Regions from separate parts of the Rattus norvegicus genome. Here region 1 is linked to region 2. A link is a contact called in public Hi-C data. All regions are on one chromosome and are shown on one strand. Each heading gives the region's core, a stretch centred on a gene start, on an enhancer-like site or on the middle of the called end of the contact. The rest is flanking DNA. Distances are from core to core; before and after follow the strand shown. Region 1 holds the start of Eya4 (EYA transcriptional coactivator and phosphatase 4). Region 2 overlaps LOC108349443 (a long non-coding RNA gene).

Region 1 (4,080 bases), core at 838-3,337, 310 kb before region 2:
CCTCCCAAACAGGGGAAGGGTGACGAAAATCAAATTGCACTCCCTTAGTTTTGCCACCGCTATGCTACCGGATTCGTTCAAAACTTCCCCAGTCTCTCTCAGAGAGATTGTGAAACTCGAATACAAAGAAAAGAGGGGGGAAAAAAATAAGTGCTTAATAGAAAGTATAAAGTGAAAAGTTTGGTTTACTGTGGCGTGCAAAATGAAAAGGGCTCATTCGGTCTGTCTCCGAGTCCCAGTTGACCAGGCTTTACAAGAGTTTAGAGAGCCATGGCCTCCCCAGACCCAGGGAGCTCTGAGAGAAACCTGCTCTCCCCAGCCTGGTCCTTGGCTTTGGCTTTGGAGAAGTTAGAATTGCTCCCCAGCATCCGCACCTGGAGCCAATGAACGCAACTCCTCTGACAAGGCGCCTCTAATTTCACAGACCCTGGCACACTGCAGGAGACATTCGTCCACGCCACATAGAAACCATTAAAGGAGGTCCCCACTGAGACCCATACCCAGAGATCAGGGCTCGGCCCCTGGGTACACGCACGCCCGGCTTCACACAAACCCAGGCGCCCACGGCTCTCCAGGGGACACTGAGGCAGCACCCTTACTCTCTGTAGCGAGTCATCTCAAAGTATTAAATGTCACCGGGTGGGAGTGGGAAGAGTGCAGGGCAAGCTCCCCGGACCACAGTGGGCAGGGTGCAGGCAGGTAGGATCCGCACTCGGGACGCGGGGAAACTCACTCAGATCCTGCGCCCTCTGCGCCCAGGGCCAGACAAGAGGGGTTCTTCGGGTCGTTGAGGGTCTTCCTGGGCAAAGTGCACCACTGAGATCCTAGCGACCCTGGTCGTGGGACTCCGCTGTTGGGGTCACCGGGGAGAACTCCAAGGCTCACACTCTCCTGCGCGCGTCTTTCATCCCCAGAGCCCCTCCACGCCCTACAAAGTGTCTAGGTAGCACTTTCTAGGGGACAGTTTGGGGGGAGGGGGAGATCATCCAAAGCTGGACACCGCCCCCGCCATTGGACTTCAGGAACCGGGTCGAAAGAACAGAAGACACTCACCTCTGGCGGCCCGGACCGCCTCGGGCTCCCGAAGTTCAATTGTCTGTCCCAGCCAGTGATCTGCGGGTCCGATCTGTGTATTTACTCGCTTTCCTTCCAGTGTCTAAGTTTTCCCTTCGCGCTGTGTCTCTGGTGAAAACAGGACATCCCTTTCGGCCACCCCCAACAAATGCTTACACAAGTGGGGGAGAAACAGGGCGGGGTGGGGGAGCCGGCTGCGAGGGGGAGGACGAAAGGAGCCGAGCCAGGGTCCCGGCAGCCGAGCGGCCGGGGGAAAGCAGAAGAAAAGAGAAAGCGCGCGCGCCGGGTAGCCGGGCGTCACTCCGCAGGTCCCCGCCACGCCGTCCCCTCTCTAGGGCGCCGACCCGGGTAAAGGTTTGCGCTCAAACCAGAAGCCGCCGGAGCGTGCGCCGCGCCGCGGGCAGCCTCTCCCTTGCGCTCGGAGCCGGAGCCTAGAGGCGGGAGAAGGGGGGGTATAGGAGGTGGGGGGACGTCGTCGCCTGCGCCCTGGGGCTAGGGTGGCCGCTGGGGGCCTCGCAGCGGGCCGCCGGAAGAGCGGGGGATCTTGGCAGGCGCAGAAACCCTCTCTTTTTATTCAATCTCGGGACACTGCCTGTTGTCATCGGCTTTTTTTTTTTTTTTGCCTTCTTTGCGGTCTCGCGTGGGGACCTCCGGGGCTCCGCGAGTCTCCGGTGGCGCCGCGGTAATCTCCGCGCCCTCTGCGCCGCCCCACCCCGCCCCCACCCCGCCTGGCGCTGGCCCCCGAGGCCTTTAGACTGAAGGGACCAGCCCGCCACCGCGCTACTCGGTTCCCCCACCTGCTTCTGGGCGGCAGTCCCCTGACTTAGCTATAGCTCTCCTGCTACCCAGTGTGAGCTACGGGCCCTCAGCCATACTCCTTGTCACTTACCCCAAGAGAGGAGGCAGAAGGGACTCTTGTCCACTTGTAACAAAGTTAAACACCAATGGACACCAGCCTGGAGCTTGCTCTGGGCTGAGGAAAGAGCTTTTTTCTGGGGAAGTAAGCAACGAAGGAGTTAGGAGTGTGTGGATAGGCAGCGCTTGGAAGTGCCTGGGCCCCTTCCTGGCCGGGTGCAGCTATAGGCACCCCTCCCAGGCGCCCAAAGTTCAGACAGCAGTGACTTGACATCCAAAGGCCAGTCAGAACTGCTCAGGGCACACTGCTGAAATGACATTTTGAGTCTATGCCTTCCATTCATGCCTTTTGTACCCACGGATTTCATTTTTCACAGACAAATATAAATATCACTTGGAACAAAGCAAGGATAATCCCCAAATTTTACTCCATATAACAACACCTTTTCCTAAAATCCCATTGTCTATTCCAGTGACATCTGTCCTGCGACTTTGATAATGTATATTAACTCGTTTTGAATTTATTGTCAGTTGCTGTACTGGTCCCTTGTATTTGTTTAATTTCCTAATAATTATTAAGTCTTCATAAAAGATAACCAAGGCCCAAAGAAGTAGGAATAATTTCCCCCAAAGAGAATCGAGTCATCTCTAGCCACAAAGCTGCTTTAGCCTTAGAGATGAAAAAAATCACTTCTCTTCGAAGAAAATTTCGTTTTAATATTTTTATTAACTAAATTACATTCTGAATTTCTTTCAAAAAGACATTTTATCCTTCACTTGAGCTTGGTTTTATGTTACGAACGGGAGCCCTGTTAGAGTTCAAAAGGAAAATCCATACTGAATACTTGTTTTTAATGAGCCGAGCATTGTCTACAATGATGAAGAGGAAATGGGAAAAAATGCTGGGGCTTTAAATTTAAACTGATAAAGGTAGTCTTCTCTCTCTGCTTGCTTATTGGCTGTTCCTCCCACAGATCTTTTTCAGGGAGCTTGAGCAGGGTCAGAACCCTTTTCTGGTTCTCTGAGTGGAAGATTTTATGGGGGTGGGTTGGAGGCCTTGAGAAATTTACCCAGAGTGCATTGGTGGGTTAAAGAGAAGCACAAGTTAGTATATACTCAAGGGACAACAGCAACAAGGAGACCTCATTCATTTTACTGTCTCCAATTCATAGCTCAAAGTGGTCTGTTGTTGTTTGTTTGATTTTGGTGTAACTTGGCTCCAAATGACAAAGCTGCTATTCAAATAAGTCACAATCTATACTTTTAGCCTCTACAATGCATTCAGTAGTTGTGCTTGTCACGAAAGCAGTCATTCTTTCTGATACACTATGCATGCTGGTGGTTCAAATAAGTGACAATAACAATGAGTCCCTTAGTTCTGAATCCTCCATGAATACAGCAAATGCTGTGTTGGAACTCAGAAGGGACTGACTACAGTAGCAGTCTCCTCAAAAGCTAGGGAGCACCCATTTCTTTTTGGTACAGGACTTCATATGTTGCTTTTATCTCTTAAAAGGGTGGAAAAGATTCATATTTAAATCCATTTGATAGTCTAACAAATTATTGGGGGAAAAGAGGCAGTCTGTTTCCTAGCTGTCTTCTTTTAATAACGACCCAATATCAGCCTTTCCTCTCGAGTTCAGCATCCCCTCAACTTAAGTCCTCCTTCCATTCTCCTTACAAAAGGGGTTCTAGATCTGCAGGTAAGCAGGTAGACAATAGGCTCAGGCAGAATCCCTTTTCCAGTTGTGTGGGGAAACCACAGGAAGACCAAGCTACTCATCCTTGCTGTCTTCCAAGGTAAACATTTCAGCCCACTAACCTCAGAGTCAAGGGTATTTTTCTCCCTCACAACTTCTTATCCATATATACAAATACATTCCTAAGAATACATTTGCAGCTGTCTCTCAGAAACCTCTGAATTATTCATAAAGTACTAATTATTCAGCTTCTTAATCAATCACTATGCGTATACTGCACAGTTGCCTTCCAGAAGTGAAATAAATCGACCTGTGCTCAGTCCACAACTGAGAGTTTGAACAGTAATCCCAAGTCTTCAGGTCACTGTTACCAAATAAGGCAGTTTATGTTGTTCACTCAACAAAGCTATGTCTAGCTTCTGTTAAACAACCGTATAATTATCCACAAGTC
Region 2 (4,196 bases), core at 1,340-3,839:
CGCAAATTCTCTCCAACAAAAACCCCTAAACCTGGCACCTGTGCCTCCCATTTTAAAACCAGTGTTCGACCTGGTAGTAAGCCAGGCTCCTCCTTAGAAGGAAAACCCCACAAATAAAATTATTCAACCTCCCCACACACACACGTGTTGTGTTGACACAGGCTGTGTTCTGAAGCTTTCGATCACAATCCGAACTTCCATTTTTCCTGAGAGATTAGAGAGGATCTCTGAATTGAGGCGAGAGAAAAAACTGAGATGCCTGTCAAGAAGGACGCCATAACCACTGCCACCATTTATAATCTGCTGTGTCCTGTGGCGTTCACAATGTGGGTGTGTGCTCTGGTGAGTGCCAGTCTTGTTCGTGTACAAACCCTAGATGCCATCTTACAAAGCACGAGTGTATTAGTCGGCTCTATCCCTGCATGAAAGTAACAACAAGTATCACAGCCAGCGTCAGGACTCGCCTGTCCCATGTGGGGCTCGCCTGTCCCATGTGGGGCTTGCTTGTCCCATGCGGGGCTCGCCTGTCCCATATGGGGTTTGCCTGTCCCATGCGGGGCTCACCTGTCCCACGCACTTTAGTGAAGTCACTGCACACGGTCTCACAGACAGAAATCAATACGTCAGGATCGATATGCTCCTACCCCGTGTGGTATTCTACTTCCTCCGCCAACCTCAAGATTCAACCCCTGCTTCTCTCACACTGGGATTCTTGTTTCCTTCCTGAGGCCCAGCTGAGGGCCTCTCACAGCTTGTCTGTTTCAACCATATCCAGAGAAACTCCATGATTTCAGGGAAGCCCTGCTTCTATAGGGTCCACGTAATTTGAATAATTTCCCTTTTGATTAACTTGAAGTCAACTAATCAGAGAGGGGGGTTGATCCCATCTTCGGTAGAATTCATTCGCCTTTAAGAATACAGCATAACTGGGGCTGGGGATTTAGCTCAGTGGTAGAGCGCTTACCTAGGAAGCACAAGGCCCTGGGTTTGGTCCCCAGCTCCGAAAAAAAGAACCAAAAAAAAAAAAAAATACAGCATAACATTCCACCATAGTTATAGCTCGCACCCACCCACACTCAGTGTGAAAGAATGTAGTGTGTGTGTATTCTAGGGGTAAGAATCCATCTTGGAGACTACTGTAAAGACATTGGCAATTAATATCCAAAATTCCTATCAATGTGTGCTTACATATATGTGCACAGTACACACACACAATGTACATATATACTCATGTGTGTACAGGGAACAAGTCTAACAAGAGCACACATCCTTCAACAAGGTCACAAGTCCAAATCCTTCTCTGGGCAGTTTAACAAGAAGAGACCTTGGTCAATAATATGAGCCCATGAGGGCCATTCTCATCCAAGCTACCATATTACATAACTATTTATAAAGTTTAATTTATAAATTAGATACAGTTAGTAATACCAGTTAATGATAAATAGAATGCTCTAACAATGTGCTGGAGTAAACCCTATTAAAACGTTTAAATCGCTTCTTTCTGAAGTTTTCGCGTAGTATTTTCAGATTCTGGTTGATAGTGATTAACAGATAGTACTGGGACCAAGAGGCAACACGTATGTTATCCATGTTCTCCATCCTCGCACACATATATACAGACTCCCATTTTGGGTGGTGAGCTCCAACACTTTTAAAATCATGCGCACACACAGCGCTCTTCCTACTCATTTGTCAAGGCTCCTCCATCAATGGCAGATGAACAGTTAGGCTTTTCAGAGAAGGCATTTCTCGCTGGCCTGGAAAACTACAAAGTGAATTTGAAACTATGAGCAACACCAGGGTGGTCACATGGATAAGATAAAAAAAAAAAGACAAAGACAAAGCTCTGAAATATCGGGTGCCGTTAAACTGTTTTCCACATCCCAAATCAGCAGAATATTTCTGCTGTCCGTACCCACCCACTCTCAGCAGGAGAAAGGACAGAATACGCTCTGTACCATGTGAACCCCAGATCAAGAGGACAGTATTTGCATAAACAGAATCCTAGAGACCATGTCATCACCATCTCCCTCTTCCTCCTCCCCTCTCTGCCCTACCAGCCAGCCGGATCGAGTTTCCCGGGCTACCTTCCATGAACATCAAGGAATGCAGCAGAGATGAACGTTACATTGACACCCACGGTGCCACAGCAAGGGAAAACTGTTTGTACACTCTTTTCATTTCTCAGTATGAACAAGCATCTGAAGACTTTGCACCTGTTCTCGTTAGCCCTGGCAAATGCAGCGTGCATTTATATTAATAGAACGATGTTTTCATAACAGAATGGGTGCGCGGCAATCCTGGCGCACACTCTGGATGCTCTCATGAGTGCACAGATGCGGGCGGGGGTGGGGGGTGGGGGACGGGGGTGGCTCTTACATAAAGTCCCATGGCAAGAATACAAGGCCCAGGACTCCCAAGCCACATCCCCAGAACAGTTAGGAGAGGTTTTCCGGAATGACTAGGCTCCAGTCTTGGAAATCCAACGAGATACTCGATGAAGACGAAAATGTGCTGTATACAAACGGGCTTTTCATGGGGAACTCTGTGAGGCTCCGTCTCCCATTTCTCTAATTTGAGTCTTATCTCCCCAGAGTGGAGCTGAGAACCGGTGAGGTCATCTTTGGCTCAAGTCCTGAGAGCTTGTTTTGAGTCACCAGTGTAAATATGGCCCACCCAATCTGTACGTTTGCACAAATTAACTGAAACCAGCTACCCAATTCCTTGTTCATATTTGTATCTTTTGATTAAGCCTGACAGCTGTAACCTCATTAACCCTCCTCTGGTCATGGCAGAACAGCTGTCAGAATAGCAGGGGATGGATTCATTCAAGTTGCTCTCTAGACCAGGCACGTTAAAATCGATGGGTGCTCTAAATGCTGCCGTTATGCTTCTAGTTCTAATTTATGTTGTGCTATGTCCTTTCGCCTAGATACATAACGGGAGCCTAAAGTCAGCTTGTCATCTATAGGCAGGCTCTATGTCTTATAGGGGGAATATGTGTTTTACCTGAAGACTTCAGATCTGCATTCTTTGGAGTGGAACTTTAGCGTGTACTATACCACAGACAATTTTAATATATTTTAAAATATTAGCTTGAAATGTGTTTTTTGGCATGAGAGGTTTTGTTAATTTTGACAGAAGGCCAACAGAGTCATAACTGTGGAAGTAAGAAAGCCCCCGCAGCTGGTGCTCTTGGGAGATGAAGATTAAAATTGGGGAGAGTTAGAAACACTCCAATGGGAATGTGGTTTTCCTAAACAGGACACAAAGTCCTTGGAGTGCGTCCTGTTGGGTTCTGCAATAATTTGCATGAAGGAAGGAGGCAGAAAGACAAGTTCTCCATAGCTATTCTCTAAAACCCGGGGACCCACGGGAGACTGTTTTCTATCCAGCAAGGTGTTGAAAAGGACCTCGGCTTGAATGGATGCCAGGAGTGGCCTTCTCTCCTAGCTCGTTTACTGGGGTTTGGGGAGAGGGGACCATGGCAAAGGTGAAAATACTCTGGAGAACAAAAAAGATCTGTAGACCTCAGCTCTGGTACATATTCTACCACAGCTCACCCTGCGCAAGTTTTATCAAGTCCTCCCCGGTTTCTGTATCCGTAGACTCATTGGGAAAAGAGTGCTCCTATTTATCTGCAGTGATCGACGGCTCTTGTAGCATCCCAGTACTACACAAAGATATTCCACAGGGGGGCAATGGGTTTATGTAGTAATTGTCTAGCTTGGGGTGGGGGGCGGTAATTCTATTTCTACTTTCTCTGGGGCCATTAGACAAAACTGTAAACAGGTGCTGTCCTTTGGCACCCCCTGGTGGTGTCAATAGCTGTTACATCTATTGGAACCTTGTGACCCTTGAAGAATGGATGCTGTGGAGACCAGAATGTCTGGGGTGTTATTTACTTAATGGGAAAATTCCTGCAGGAGCTTCTTCATGTTGTCTTGTAGCTTCCAGTCCACTGCATCTTTTTTTTTTTTTTTTGCAGCTGAGGACCGAACCCAGGGCCTTGTGCTTGTTAGGCAAGCGCTCTACCACTGAGCTAAATCCCCAACCCTGGTCCACTGCATCTTAAAGGGTGAAGTGAATACGGTCATTTTACAAGGAAGTTGTATCATCAGGGCCAAGCTTCTGTCATGGGCATCGATGTTTAAAAGCAGAACACACAAAACTGAAGGATTCACCCAACAGCAGAC

Evidence for each region. Hi-C and Micro-C count contacts between places; a contact is called where the count stands out from the background.
Region 1: a Hi-C map of Schwann cells shows a contact between it and region 2, with 6 times the contacts expected there. The contact joins the promoter of Eya4 here to the enhancer-like site in region 2. A contact is called at or near these places in 3 of 12 Hi-C or Micro-C datasets (the Rat2 cell line, Schwann cells and psoas muscle).

The regions. Positions count from the first base shown.
Region 1 is chr1:23,989,438-23,993,517 of GRCr8, reverse strand. Eya4 (EYA transcriptional coactivator and phosphatase 4) reads right to left here and starts at 2,087. Exons shown (of 20, transcript NM_001271317.1): 1 at 1,964-2,087; 2 at 1,054-1,182. It overlaps LOC102554376 (a long non-coding RNA gene), which reads left to right and starts at 2,126. Exons shown (of 2, transcript XR_349895.5): 1 at 2,126-4,080.
Region 2 is chr1:23,680,819-23,685,014 of GRCr8, reverse strand. All of the region lies in intron 1 of LOC108349443 (a long non-coding RNA gene), which reads right to left. Among named protein-coding and RNA genes, the nearest start is that of Snord100, 180 kb to the right of the region's middle. Within about 2 kb of position 2,589, at least 23 of the 93 cell types and tissues checked have an H3K27ac peak or open chromatin away from gene starts, as enhancers often do. A contact at or near this core is called in Schwann cells, where this site is marked.